Regions from separate parts of the Rattus norvegicus genome. Here region 2 is linked to region 1. The links are chromatin contacts, called in public Hi-C maps. All regions are on one chromosome and are shown on one strand. The core of a region is the stretch at or near the end of the contact, and the rest is flanking DNA. Distances in the headings are between cores, read along the strand shown.

Evidence for each region. Hi-C and Micro-C count contacts between places; a contact is called where the count stands out from the background.
Region 2: a contact with region 1 is called in a Hi-C map of the Rat2 cell line, with 2.6 times the contacts expected there. The contact joins the enhancer-like site here to the promoter of Hmg20a in region 1. A contact is called at or near these places in 2 of 12 Hi-C or Micro-C datasets (the Rat2 cell line and liver).

Annotation. Positions count from the first base shown.
Region 1 is chr8:65,712,490-65,719,391 of GRCr8, forward strand. Hmg20a (high mobility group 20A) reads left to right here and starts at 3,199. Exons shown (of 10, transcript NM_001108150.1): 1 at 3,199-3,469. It overlaps Peak1 (pseudopodium-enriched atypical kinase 1), which reads right to left and starts at 2,622. Exons shown (of 7, transcript NM_001108149.1): 1 at 2,492-2,622.
Region 2 is chr8:65,754,173-65,761,074 of GRCr8, forward strand. It overlaps Hmg20a (high mobility group 20A), which reads left to right. Exons shown (of 10, transcript NM_001108150.1): 2 at 6,608-6,700. The coding sequence starts at 6,612. Among named protein-coding and RNA genes, the nearest start is that of Hmg20a, 42 kb to the left of the region's middle. Within about 2 kb of position 4,094, at least 25 of the 93 cell types and tissues checked have an H3K27ac peak or open chromatin away from gene starts, as enhancers often do.

The sequences.
Region 1 (6,902 bases), core at 1,949-4,448:
AGAAAGAAAGAAAGAAAGGAAGGAAGGAAGAAAGAAAGAGGATTTGCAAAAGTGATATGGAGCCTCAAACTCACACTTGGCATGCCAGGGGCCACAGTGCGGTTCCTAAATTGCTTTAACAACCCATCCAACAAAAGAGTATGACTTGGCAGGTTACAACACAAACAGCTAGAGCCCAGCACCTGTTCCCCTTAAATAGCACATCATTACGGTTAAAAACAACAACAAATCTCTCTCATGAAGCAAACGCTAATCTCATGATGCTTCACCATGGAGCAATTTAGAAGAGTTATTATATGAAGTGTGCCAAAGCCTGAAATTTATGGCTGATACTTCTTTGGCAAATATGGTTGGCACTGCTGGCTGTTAAAAGGCATGTATGCAAATAAGCAAATAAAAGTTTTTAAGCTCTCAGACTTAAATATTTACATTACCATAAATGTACAGAGATAAATGTTTATATGCATTCGCATAGAATGCATTTCAGGAACGCACGTTTTAATGTGACCGTCAGAAAACAGTTACAAAGTGGCATTATTTCTTTATGGGCCTCAGGACAGGCTCTTAAAAAATAAATTCTGACCGAATGTTAATGGGGTAGGAACATTACTGTGGAAGTTTTCTGCACTAGTACTAGACAGAATGAATAGGCAGTACCCTAACGACCCAAACAAGCTTATCTTTTCCTCTCACCAAAACACTTCTTACAACACTGGAAACTAGCCAAACATAAATGTCAGTCCCTAAATAGAGGGTGGGAGAAAGGAGGATCACAAATCAAAAAGCCTTAAAGAAAATAATTTGCCATTATCCCCACATAATATAGTCATACTACTCTCTCCCAAATAGAGACATGATAAAAATATTTTCTCTTCTTCCCCTTTGACATCTATGGGAAGGAGATCTTTGTTTTTGCACATAGTTTGAGAGCTGGTCATTGCCAAAACTCACTTGCAGTGTGGTATGAACTCTGCTTCCATTGTTAACTGCTAATCTCTGTGATAAGGCTATTAACTCCCAACTTGGAAGCCAAGAAAATGTACCTCACCTGCAATTATAGTTTACTGAAAAAGTCACCAAAGAAAGTGCCAGGCACTTTGGAAAGTAATTAGGGTAGTCAGTGAATTGAAAGATCTAAAATGCTCCGAGATTACAAAAGATACCATCATGAGGCTGAGTATCCAAGATTGCTCATGGAAAGTTTTACCCTTGTGGATAATTCAAGTTTGGGCTTCCTGGGTTTTGGGTTGTTTTTTTTTCCCCTACTTTGCAGAGAGCAATATGTGTTCTCTTGACTACATACTTAATTTGCTAAGGTAGGTAAAGGGAGAAAGAACACTGTGGCTGAAAAAAAAAAAAAGGAAGAAAGAAAAAAAATCAAATCAACAGGCCGCCAAACAGAATACTCAAAGCAAGCAATTCCAATTCAGGTGAAAAAGCTGCTCATGTACATCATCCAATGACCTAAAAATAGCCTTTTATGTAAGTCACCAAGTATTTAATTGAGAGTGTACTCTTACCACATTCAACAGAGGCAAGAAAAATGTACTGGGTTTTCTATAGTAAGGCCAACGAAGATGAAATCATAGTTTTCCTCTAACTCATCTCTATCCTTCAACGTCAGCCACCCAATAACTCCATTCCACAGCTCTGATTCCTAAATTTGGGTCCTTAAAAATCGGGATCTGGGGGAGGGGGACGGGAAGGCGGACTATTCTTTGATATTGCTCACAGTAGTCATTAATGTAGTCCAAGAACAAAATCAAGCTCTCCAACGGATGGAGCATAAGATGGGGGGGGGGGGGGTTGTACCCAGTTCAGATGGCAAGTCCTCTTCGAAGGAAGAAAGGAAATTCGCAAGACACCATAAGTCAAAGGGCAAAGGGAAAAAAAGAAAAAAAGAAAAATGACTAAACCAGCCTCTCAAAATCCCAAACCCCTAAGCAACCTAGGAAGCCTGCGCGCATTAGGGGCTCACTAGCCAGAGCGTGAAGTGAGCAGGCACAGAGCCACCGGTTCCGTCCCGACTGCCGCTGCAAGGCTGAGCCGGATCCTCCCAGGTCTGGGAGTGAGGCGACTACACAGACTAGCAGAAGAAACCCTTCCTGCCCCAGCCTCCGCGTCCCCAGGCTCCTCTAAGGCTTCACTTTCCTCTGGAGCCTCCCAGCCCAGCCCCGGGAAGTCCCTAGCCGCCAGGTTCCAACTTTCCCTCCTCTGGGGGGCGCCGCGCTACCGGGACCATCGCAATCCAGGGTAACGAGGCCTGGGCCGGCGGGGGGCATGAGAGGGCTCGCGGCGCCCGCGGGGCGCGTGGGTGGCCGGGGCGCTGCAGCCCGCGCCCCGCAAGACGCACCGGCTGCCGAGCCCCTGCGGCGCCACCCAGTCCGGAGTCCCCTAGGTCCGCGTCCTCACCTCTCGGCGACCCTGGCCCCATAAGCCAGCGCGCGTGGGAAAGGGACCTAGGGTACGTGGGCAACCCTGCCCCCGTTACCTGAGGGGAGCACACGCCGTCACGATATTCACCATTGCCGCCTGTCCCGTCCCCTTTCTGGTGACCGCGGACGCCTCCACCGAGCAACTGACACAACTAACTAACTACTCGCGGCCGCGGAGTCCACAGCGCGCTCCCGGCCGCTCCGTCCGCCCAGCCCACCAGTCCGCTTGCTCCTCCCAACCCTGCACGCCGCCCCGTCGCGCGCACTCTTGCCGCTTCACTTCTTGAGAACGCGCGCGCGCGCTCTCACCAAACCTCCGCCGTCTCCGAGCTCTCCTCTCAGCCCCATGGGAGGAGTTGACAAGAGGCCACGCCTCTCTGAGTGCCAATATCCGGAGAACAGGACCTAGAGAAGGTCTGATTGGCTAAGGGGTGGAGCCAAGACTAGAGGGCGGGGCGACCGGGACCTTGAGTCCATGTGACGGGGAATTTGGGTTCAATTAAACGCCAGTGGAAGTGAACAGTGCAGATTTGGGCCTTTTCGGGGCCGAATCACCTTAAGTCTGCCAGTCGTCAACTACAGAATAACTATTCTCTAAGACTCAGTATAAAATAATTACCGATTTAAGTCCCACTATTTTTTGAGCGCCTTAGCAATGAAAATGAAAACTACATTTCCCAAGAACCTTCGCGAAAGTGAGTCTCACCTTGCGTAGTCACGTAGTCCTTCGCCGCATTGGACAAAATAATCCCTTCATTTCTCTGAAAGTATCGGGTATAACATTTCACGTCTCTCCTCATCGGAACAATTCTCAATATTACCACGATAAAAGAAGTTACCTATCTGGAGGTGACTAAATGATTAAGTAAAGAGTAAGAAAAGACATCAAAATAAAGTACTGCGGAGGAATTTCTGTCAAGCTGTGAGACGACGGAGTGAAGAGTGAAGGCGATTGCGAGGGGCTGAGGGAATTGTCCTCTGTGCAAGGGACTTTCATTAGTCCCCAGGCCCCTGCCTGCCCCTACCGTCAGCAGGTTAGTAAGCAAGACGAGCATGGGGGTGGCCACAGTCGAGATGTCCTTCCCCTTTGAAGATCATCCCTCTTTTGCTGCTGCTGTTATTGGTTTGTCTTGGTTTAAGGCCCACTGAATGGGGGCGCCTCACTTCCGGTTGGGGGAAGGGAGACATGCTGTCATGGGGAGGGGGAACTATAACTCACTTCCTGTGTGGGGTAGGATGATGTTTGGGGGGTGTCCAAGCCACTTCCCGTGTTGATGAGAGCCAGAAAAGGTGTTGGTTTGTGCCATTCTCAGAGAGAGTTCCTACAGCCTTGGAAATGTGTTTTCAAGTCACGTGTTCGGTTATTCCCCCAAATTATGATAATCACCAGGCCACGATCAGAATTTATGTATTTTGTTTCTGTGTGTAAATTGAAAATTTTCTCCCCAGCAAGATTATCTTAATGCTTTCTCCAAAGAATTTAAAACACCTTGTTAAAATTCTCTACAAGACTACATACTTTGTTATGTGACTTGTGAATTGCCCACCCTTGCACCTAAGTCAAGTTTGTCCTTAACTGAGTGAAGTATGTAGTCTCTACCTAGACACAGACCAGGAACTCCTTACCCTCTCTTTTAAGGAGGTAGTTTATTAATTAGAGGACTGAATAGTTCACATAAATTATAGGACATTTTCATATTTGCAAAGGGAGAGAGTATCACACTGCAGAACTCTGATTTGATGTTACCTTAATAGAGTATATGTTACATACTTAGAACTGTTACTTTAAGATTGAAGGTTTCAACCTATATGTTATAAAATGGAGAACTACATCATCCACCTTAAAATTGTTTTTATGTAGTTTACCTGTGGTGTTTATGAAAGATGCATTTTGTGGTGTTTCCCCGTTTGTAATTTGAGTTTGTCACTGATTTTAAAATGAGGTCTATTTATGGTTTTAAAACATGGCAAATGTTGGCAAATTCAACTCGCATACTGAGTAAGAGGAAAATGTCTCAGGAAGAACTAAAGATGAGTAAGACAGAACTTTCTGTTTTTCTCTACTCTGTTTTAACAAAACAAACAAGCAAAACCAAGAAACTATCTGAAGTAATAAGCAACAGTTTTGATTCCTTGGCAGCTCTTGTCCAGCAACACAGTATACAAGTGTATGTTGGCAGAGTCAGTCTATTTGGAACTCTTTATAAAAACTTAAGCTATCAGGTGAGCCTAAAATTGCATTGTCTTCCAATATTAGGGTGCATATGTTTCTAATTTCATAGTTTGCACTTACAGTAGAAAATTTTTTTAAACTAAATGTGAAGATAAAAATATTTTAACTTTTATATGAACATTAAAAAAATATTCCTGTTCATTCTAGAAACACCAGGACTGGCATATATATGCACTCACAGAGACTGTGGCAGCATGCATGCACAGGGCCTGTACAGGTCTACACCACATAGGGTCCTAGAGGAGAAAAGAGAAGTGGACACATGTGCCCATCCCTAACCTAGAAGCTATATCCAATTTGCTTACAAGTGAAAAATTAGTTTTCTCCAAAGTAGTCTCACTGAAGAAACAAACCGCTCTTAAGTAGCCCCATGTCCAGCAGTAAATGACCATCACAGAATGAATTCGGCAAATCTTTGGAAGTTCAATGAGTTGTTTTTAACCTTTTGGGTTCTTCTTGTAAATGTTATGACATCCAATTTTTGTTTTCTGTGGAAGTCTTCTGCGTGTGTGTCTCTGCGTCTATATGCATTTTGTGTTCTTTTCCTTGTTCGTTTTGTCCTATTCTGATATCGTATTTTATTTTATTATTCCTTAGATGCCGTTTGTTTTCTAGTAAAGACAGAAAGGGGTGAATTCAAATAAGAGAGGAGGAAGAGCCATCAGCAGGGAAATTAATCAAAATGTGTTGTATGAAAAAAATCTATTTTCAATAATAGGAAAAAATATTCTTAGGCTGGGAGTACAGCTAAGTGGTAGAGCGCTTGCCAACTGTACATAATATGAGTCTCTGGATTCAGAGTTTGATCACCAGTACTGACAGGAAAAAAAAAATCAGCCTGGGTAATTATGGTAGTGCATACATTTAATCCCAGCACTCAGGAGGCAGAGGCAAGCAGATCTTAGTGAGGTTCAGACTAGCCTAATTTACATAGTAAGTTCTAGGCCAGCCAGAGGTACACAGTGACAGCCTATCTCAAAAACAAATACCAAATCACTCTGATGGGATTGGAATGGAACTGCCTGCCTCATATGAGGAGTCTTCCATTTCAGCCCCAGCCCCAGCCCCAGCACCACCACCACCACCATTTCTGAGATGCTAAAATCAGTATCTGAAAGGCCACAAAATTGATGCAGTAGTGAATTTTTAAAAGACAAGAAAAATATTGTCTGTGGTTATTGGTAGAGGTTAGGGACATGTACGCTACACCAAGTGGATATGAATTGAGAAGGAAGGAAGTATTCGGTGTCTTTTCCATTAATGTAACATTCTAGGTGGAGTCACCCTGAGCAATTAACTCTAGTGTTAGGAAGTAAAACACAGAAGGACGGAAAACTAATCCAGAAAGCTGGAAAATAATGCCACAATGTTGGTTGAGGTACAGTAGTGCTGCCTTTTTGGGAACAGTTTTGGAAAGCAAAGGAGTTTATTAAATCGATCCTGAAGATATTCTGTGGAAGACATGCAATGTAATAGAAACAAGACAAATTGCAGTGGCAAGATTTGTGCAGCTTGAAGAACTGTCTGTGCAGAAGAAAGCAATATAGAAAGTACGTATCAGGAAGATGTTTTGTGATAAGTGACAGTTATTCATTGGTCCCATCAAAGAAGAATTATTAGATACGCTGCTGAAAAATAGAGAAGCGAAGCCTGTGTGGCCTATTCCTCCTCCTCTTTAAAGAGTGTTTCTATGGAAAGGCTTATCTCCTCCCAGGGGATTTTCCCCTTAATGCCCCTTTGTTGCCTTTTTTTTTTTTTTTTAATACATCCCTAGTGTCAAAATTAGGAAAACCATTTGCAAACATAGTTACTTCTTTAGGTTAATACATTTTAGATTTTCACTTCACTCCTTGCCATCTGTGATAGAGAAGCTGTTGATTATTTTTAGAGTATTCGGATTAAGTAACTATTTTCTTTTCCTTAAAATAGTTGTGGCATACACTGCCCAGAGCAGTTTGAAACATTAAAACAGTAGGCCAGAACCTTGGAACCTTTCTCACTAAAACTTGAATATCTGCACAGTTGCTACATAGTTGCAAAGGCCTTTCTGCATCCTTTTGTTTACCGTGTTGTACCTCCGAGGTGGTGGTTTTGGTTTCTGCTTTGTAGTTGAGGGCTAAAAGGAGCAGGCTAGCAGCAGCTTAAATGAGTTTACCTATTTCTTTGCTGTCATTTTTATTTCTGTACTTTCATATGTGTTCAAATGAAAATTTAGCTTACATGGCTTTTCGTTA
Region 2 (6,902 bases), core at 2,844-5,343, 43 kb after region 1:
ATCTGTCTGCCCAATTGCCACCTCCTTCAGCCATACCAGGCATTCCCACTCGGTGTCCATCTGCTCGGCCTGCTCTTCCTTCACATACGTATACACCGTTTCCCCCAAAGGAAACCGCACTGAAGCTTAGCCTCTACATGTAAAATACTCCCTCCCCTTGAGCCCTAAACCTCACTATTTAGCATCATTCATTTACTCAGTAGTTTTGATGTCTGCCCCAGTATACTGTGAGCTCCAAAAGTATTGGGGTTTTTGCCTGTTGTGAGCGTCTTATCATATCCCCAGTGTATAGAAAAGCCTAACGTGATAGGTAGACAGCAGATGTTTGCTGAATGGATGAATAAATGAAGGATTTGGTTTTCTGCTATCTCAGTCTTAGAATTTTTTAAATCAGTAATGGTCACAGGAGCCTGAGCTGAAACCCTAGAAATAAAAAACCCTGTACACTACCTGCTCTACCCAGCCTCTAGCCAAATACTGCCTTATGTCCATCTCTCTGCTTTATTTTTTGAATTTTTTGAGACAAGATCTCACTGTGTAGGTCAGGCTAGCCTCAGACTTACTATATAGCTGGAGTTGGCCTGGAACTATTCATCCTACAGCTCCCACCTTCCAAATCCCGTGTGTGAAACCATGGCCACCACACCTATCTCTGGAGTGCTGTTGTTTTAATGTTTATGAGTGTTTTGCCTGAATCTATGTCTGTTCACCACGTGTGTGTGCCTGGTGCCCACAGAGGCTGAAAAGGGGCATCAGATCCTCTGGCACTGGAGTTATAAATATGGAATTATAAATTGTGAGTGCCAGGAATTGAACCTGGGTCCTCTGCACAACAAGTGCTCTAACCACTGGGTTTCCAGTCCCCATACGTTTTGTTGGTTGGTTGGGTTTGGTTTGGTTTGTCCTCAGTTGTCCTTTTGCCACAGCCTCTCAAGTGCTGGGCTTAGCCTCATGCCCACCACCTAGTTGGGCCATCTCACTCTTTGTCTGTTCTTATTTCTCTTTCACTCAGGCTCCTACACGAATGACTGAGGTCCAAGGCTGAAGATGCTCAGCTTTCTGAGCATTATTTCAGGAATTTGTATACGGATTGCCTCCCCTGCTTCAGCCCTCCCAGATAACCTGTCTTCATCTCTTCTCTTGTCCCATTTAAAAGGCTGCAGCGAGAGTCTTTACTCAGTCTCATTTAACTGCCAAGTAGGATTAGCAGTGTTCTTACCCTCGCTGTAAAACATACTAATTAATGCCTACAGCCTACTGAGTGTTCTCAGCTAAATATTCACAGCTAGTAGATGATGCTGTAGTAAGCCTTTGTACTTCCACTTCCTCCGCTTAAATGTATAGGCATAGCAAAGTCAGTTGTGTTTATGCCTACCTGGTTATGTGCCCCCAAAAATGTAAATTATACATCTAATTAGATATTGCTAAATAGCTAATGCAGTAATTTTTAAATGAATGAACTTTTTTAAGCAGCTTTAGGCCCACAGGAATAAATGAAGCAAGGAGAATTCTGTGTGCTCACCATTCCCACAACCCACAGCTGACCCCACTGTCAGCATCCTGGCCAGAATGGCACAGCTGTTGTAGCCAGCACAAAATTGGCACACCACTATAATTCACATCAAGGTTTACTCTTGCTGGTATACATGCAGTGGGTTTTGACAGACATATGATAATATCTGTCCCTCACTGAATTACCCTACAGGAGAGTTTCAGTCCACATTCATTGTTCCCCACACCAAATCCTGGCAACTATTTTTACTCCATGGGATATCAAATTAATAGACTCATGCAATATTACTGAATGTAGCCTTTTCATACTGTCTTTTACTTAGTAATATGTATTATTTCTTCTGTGCCTTGCCATGGCTTGCCAGCCCATTCTTTGTATTATTGAATAACATGCTATATCTGGTTATAACACACTTTATTTACCAACTGAAAGACATGTTTATTATATCCAGGCTTGGCAGATATGAATAAAACTACTATAAATACCCATGTCTAGCAGGTTTTATATGGACATAGTTTTTAACTCAATTAATCAAATACCAAAGATAAGAGTACACTTACTCTTAGAAGAGACTTAAATTTCTTCCACAGGATTTATCATTTTGCATTCCCGTCAACAGTGGGGATTACCATTGCTCCATGTCCCTGCCAGCACTTACTATAGTCGGTACTTTGGATTGTGGCCATCTAGTAGATAGTAGTAGTTTTAATCTGCAATTACTTCGTAACGTGATGTTGAACTTCCGATATCATCTGCCTGTCTTCTTTGATAAGGTTCTATTCTGCAAGTTTTGGTCCTTTTTAAATTGTTCTTATTCAATGTGGTTTTTACAAAAATTTCTCCCAATTTGAAACCTATTTTTCATTCCTTTGATATTTTCTTTTGCAGAGGAAAAGTTTTTAATCTGAAATTATGAGTAGTTCTACTTCCTTTTGGTAGTTCTATCAAAAGGGATAGCTCTCTATCCCGTTCTATTGTATGCATCTTTATATTTAAAGTGGTTTTCTTTGTAGGTAATTTATAATTGAGGGTTTTTTTTCATTTTTTATTGTATTTCTATTTTGTAGGAGAGGTAAGGGTGTGGATGTGAGTATACATGTGTCACAGTACTCATGCAAAGGTCACCAGACAACTTTTGAAGTTTTCTCCTTCTATCTTGTGAGACTAGAATCTCTGTCTCTGTCCCCCGCATGCTCCTGGCATGTGTATTCCAATAAGCTTCAGGGGCTCCTATTCTGACCTCTGGTCTTCCTGTAGGAGTGCTGGGATCACAGCACCAGTGGGTCAGTGTCTGTGGGTTATGGCAATCTACCTCGGGCCATCAGAACTCTCCCAACAGGCACTTTTGCCCATCAGGTGCCCATGTTGCATGGCTTGCAGGTGGAGATCATAGAACAACTCCCAGAGATTGGTTCTCTCTTTTACCGTGGGTCCTAGGACTCAACTCATGTCATCAGAGCTGCTTGGCAAGTGGTATTCTTTTCCCTGGTCCAGGGATTATTTTTTAAATGTCACCCAATTTCCTTTTTTGTTGCCCTATATTAACAAAAGCCACATTCCTCTTGTTATTACTTGTTGAATATATGTGTGTTTGCATGTATATGTAGTGCACACATGTATGCATGCATGTAGAAGCCTAAAGTTGACTGTAGGTGGCTTGCTCTCCATATTTTGTCTTGAGACAGTCTCAGTTGAACCCAGATCTTCCTGATTTGGCTTGTCTTAACCATCTTGCTCCAGAAATCCCATCTTACCTCCCAAGTGCTAGGATTACCAGCAACTGCCACATCTTGCCAGCTTCGTACATAGATCTTCACCTCACTCTTGGTAGGGAAAGTATCCACTGGGCCATCTCTCCACATACCCCCAAACCATGTTCCCATTATGACTTGGTTCCTCAAGAGAATGGGTAGTTAGTATGATTGATATAAATTTTAATTTTATATCAGTTATTAGATATCTTAAATTAGCTCTTGGCTAAGTGAATAGTGTTGTGCAGAATTTGGGGGCTTCCAAAGCTAAGGTGCAGACTCAAAGCATAAGCCTCAAAATAATAGGATTTTTTAGGACTGTAGCCAGAAGACTTGGGTAGGTCCCTCTGCCAGGAAGTATCTTGCATGATATTTATGTAAGCTGCAGTAGAAAAGCAAATTTGTGTATTTTGCTTTGCCTTTATACACATTTCTTTCTCCTTCCAGAGTAGCATTCATTAAATGTCTTAAATGCCTTGCATGGGATTGTAAAGTTCACTGTGACCTCTGTACTGCTACATTATTAGGCCCAGATGATGCACTTGAAGGACTTTTGGCATTCAGTGGCTTAGTAGCCATGATTCAGTTTGAATCACCCCATCATGGACCAGATGAGAGCTTCCTTCCCACGGGATCCAAGCCATATTTTTGAGAATCATTATATTTTCCAACTTTCTGAACTACTTTAGAGGCCTCTGGTTTTCACTGGCCTTTTCTTCATTTCCTTCTTTTGTTGATCTTGGCCCCTTTATCTTCCACCCACTTTATTACTCATTTCTTAGGGGCCTGACTGCTCAGTAACACTGAGAAAATGTATCTGAAGCCATATGGGTTGAGTAACACAAACTTAAGAGAGTGCAGGGGTGGGGTTGGGAGGGTAGAGAGTATGTGTTCTCTGGACTTCCTTTGTTTATGTGGTCTGTTTATATGTTGTTAAGGTTGTGTTATCCAGCTGTCTCCCTACATTTCAAAAACTGACCAAGATATCTGGGGAACACTCTTAAGAAGGCCATGTTGACATAGTGAGAGGAAAAAAAAAAAAACCAATTTGTTCTCTGCCAAATAATATATCCCTTTAAGAATGTGGGAGCAATGCCAAAAAGCTTCTGAGGCTCTTGAAAGGCCAGTGACTTCTAAGGGACACTTTTAGAAATAAATTTAGAAATAAATTGACCAAGTCCTTTTCAGGCTGGAGGATGTGTGACTGTTAGACTGTGCTATCTAAGTCTTTGTGAGGAAGGAACCAAGTTAAATGCACGTTAACACTGGTGTTGGTAACCAAGTACATTTACGTTGGGAATCACTCTACAAAGCAAGTGGAATTCTACAGTATTTGTTAGAGGCGTTCCACTGTAAACACCTTGTCTCGAAGAAACTGAAAATGGCTCTCAAGCCTTCCTGCATGTGGCATGAACACCTTCCTCTGCCTTCCAGGCTCTCTATGTGCCGTAGTTCCTGAGATAAGTACAGAGAAGCCTTTTAGTCATACTCAGCTATTTATGGGCCTTGGTCTGCTAAATAATAAATTTAGAAGTGAAATAACTAAGAGCTAGAAGTAAAGCATCAGTTTCAGTTTTTAGGGTTAAACCACTCCACTGAACATTGAGAATGTGGGTCGTCATCACTGCAGTTGCTTCCTATCCCCTGAATCCCCCCACCTCACCCCAGGATGAACACTGGCTCGCTCTGGCTGCTCTGCCTGCCTTTAATGGCCCCTCCCCAGCAGCCCCAGGACTGCCAAGGGCCCCCTCAGTGAAATCCATCGTTCCCTTCTCAATTCGCCACTGATTGCGGCCTTCTCTCTTGAGTGCTTTGCAGTTCCACTTAAGTGGCTGATGTTTGGGGTCACTATTGAATGTTTTGTGTGAATATCACTTTCGTGATGAATTGGCTGCTGCTGCTTTTAGCTGTATGGGGTGAAGCCCTTGGTGGTAAACCTTGAAAGGGAAAAATCCTTCTCTGTAGAGATATGCTAAATGAAATTACTCTCTTTGTCACTTTGTCCTTTTATCCTTGCAGTCTGATAACCTCAGGTTGCTGTGATTTATGTGTTTTCTTCAATTAAGCTGAGCTGTTTGCTATGCGCGCAGGTGCATGCTATTGGCGCCAGGGATTATGGCAGTGAAGTGGTGCACGTTTCTGACCTGGAAGTGTGGTTTCTCTGACTCAGAACCACATCAGTATGCCTTCTGTCCTCTACTTCCTTTACACTATTTCCCTTTTGAAGGGCTCGGTTTGTCGCCATTTAATCCAGGCATGATTCATGAGGGACTAAGAGCTGGTGATGTTGTAACAATAATACTGCATATAGTAATACTGCAAACACTTGCTGCTTTAGCCCTTTCTCTGTGTATGAAGCACTTTCAGCTTAATCTCTCTTGTAAGTTAAGTCAGCAGTTCTGTCTGTGTCTACAATGGGGACATGTTAGCTTAAAGTGGTTGATTAAATATTTTGCTCAAGGTTGCAGCGCTTCCAGGTCACTCCACCTAAAAGTCTCTACACGAAATGAATACTTTTAAAGGCCTGGGGAGATGGTGCAGTGGGTAAAAATGCTTGCTGCACAGACCTCCCCGTGGAAGGAGAGCCTCTGACCTCCACACATAAACCATAGCATTTGCGTGTGCACACACATACACCTGCATCTACACATGCCATGCGCAAACAATAGCAAGTTAAAGTTGCTTTACTTTCTTAAAGAACACTTTACAGGATGAATAAAAGATTTTCCAAAGTATACCATGCTTATTAAAACTGGGCTTGTTCACATGTATTTGTATGTGTGTGTGGTGTATATATATGTGGTATATTCTCATGTATGTGCATGTATACACACCTATGCATGCAGAGAAGACCATCAGGTGCCCTAGTCTATTAATTTCTAGTGAATTCCCTCATGACAGGGCTTCTTACTGAACCTGGAGCTCACCATTTCAGCTAGTATGACCTACCAGTAATTCCCAGTATCCCTCCAGTCTGTCCTCTCTGCCCCAGCACTGGGTTTATAAGTATGCCGCGGAGCCATACCTAGCTTCATATGTGAGTACTGAGGAGTAAGCTGGGGTTCTCATGCTTGCACACTGCCACTCTTACTTACCCACTAAGCCATTTCCTTAGCCCCCAACTTGTTTTTCATCTGCTTAGTTGATAAAGACCATGGTTAAAAGCCCTTTAGCCACAGAGTTTAAATTGATGTGTCCAAGTCAGAGAAACAAACATTCAGGTCAGTTTCTATTCTGTTGCTGATGTAATAAAGCTAAGAAAGGCAGGCCCTTAAATTAGTGGAGCTTGAACCAGAAGTAATTAAGCCATTAATTTCTTTTTATGATTCTTTCTTCCTCTCAGGGAGATGGAAAGCTTGATGTCCAGTTCTACCCTGCCGCCCCTTTCTGCAGATGAAGACGGCTCCAAGGAGAGTAACGGTCTGGCTGTAACTGGGTAAGCAGCTGCTCTGGGACACCAAACCTCCGCAGAGGCTTCAGAACACAGCTTCTGACAAAGTTGGAGGTGCTAACGAGGCAGTTTTGTTCCATAAGTGGTAGAAGGTGCATTTGTTGGGCTTTTCAAAGAGAGCTGTTGTAAACTGCTTTGTAATGTGCTTTTGGCTGCAGCCCGGTCCCTGTAAATTGGTACAGCCTGG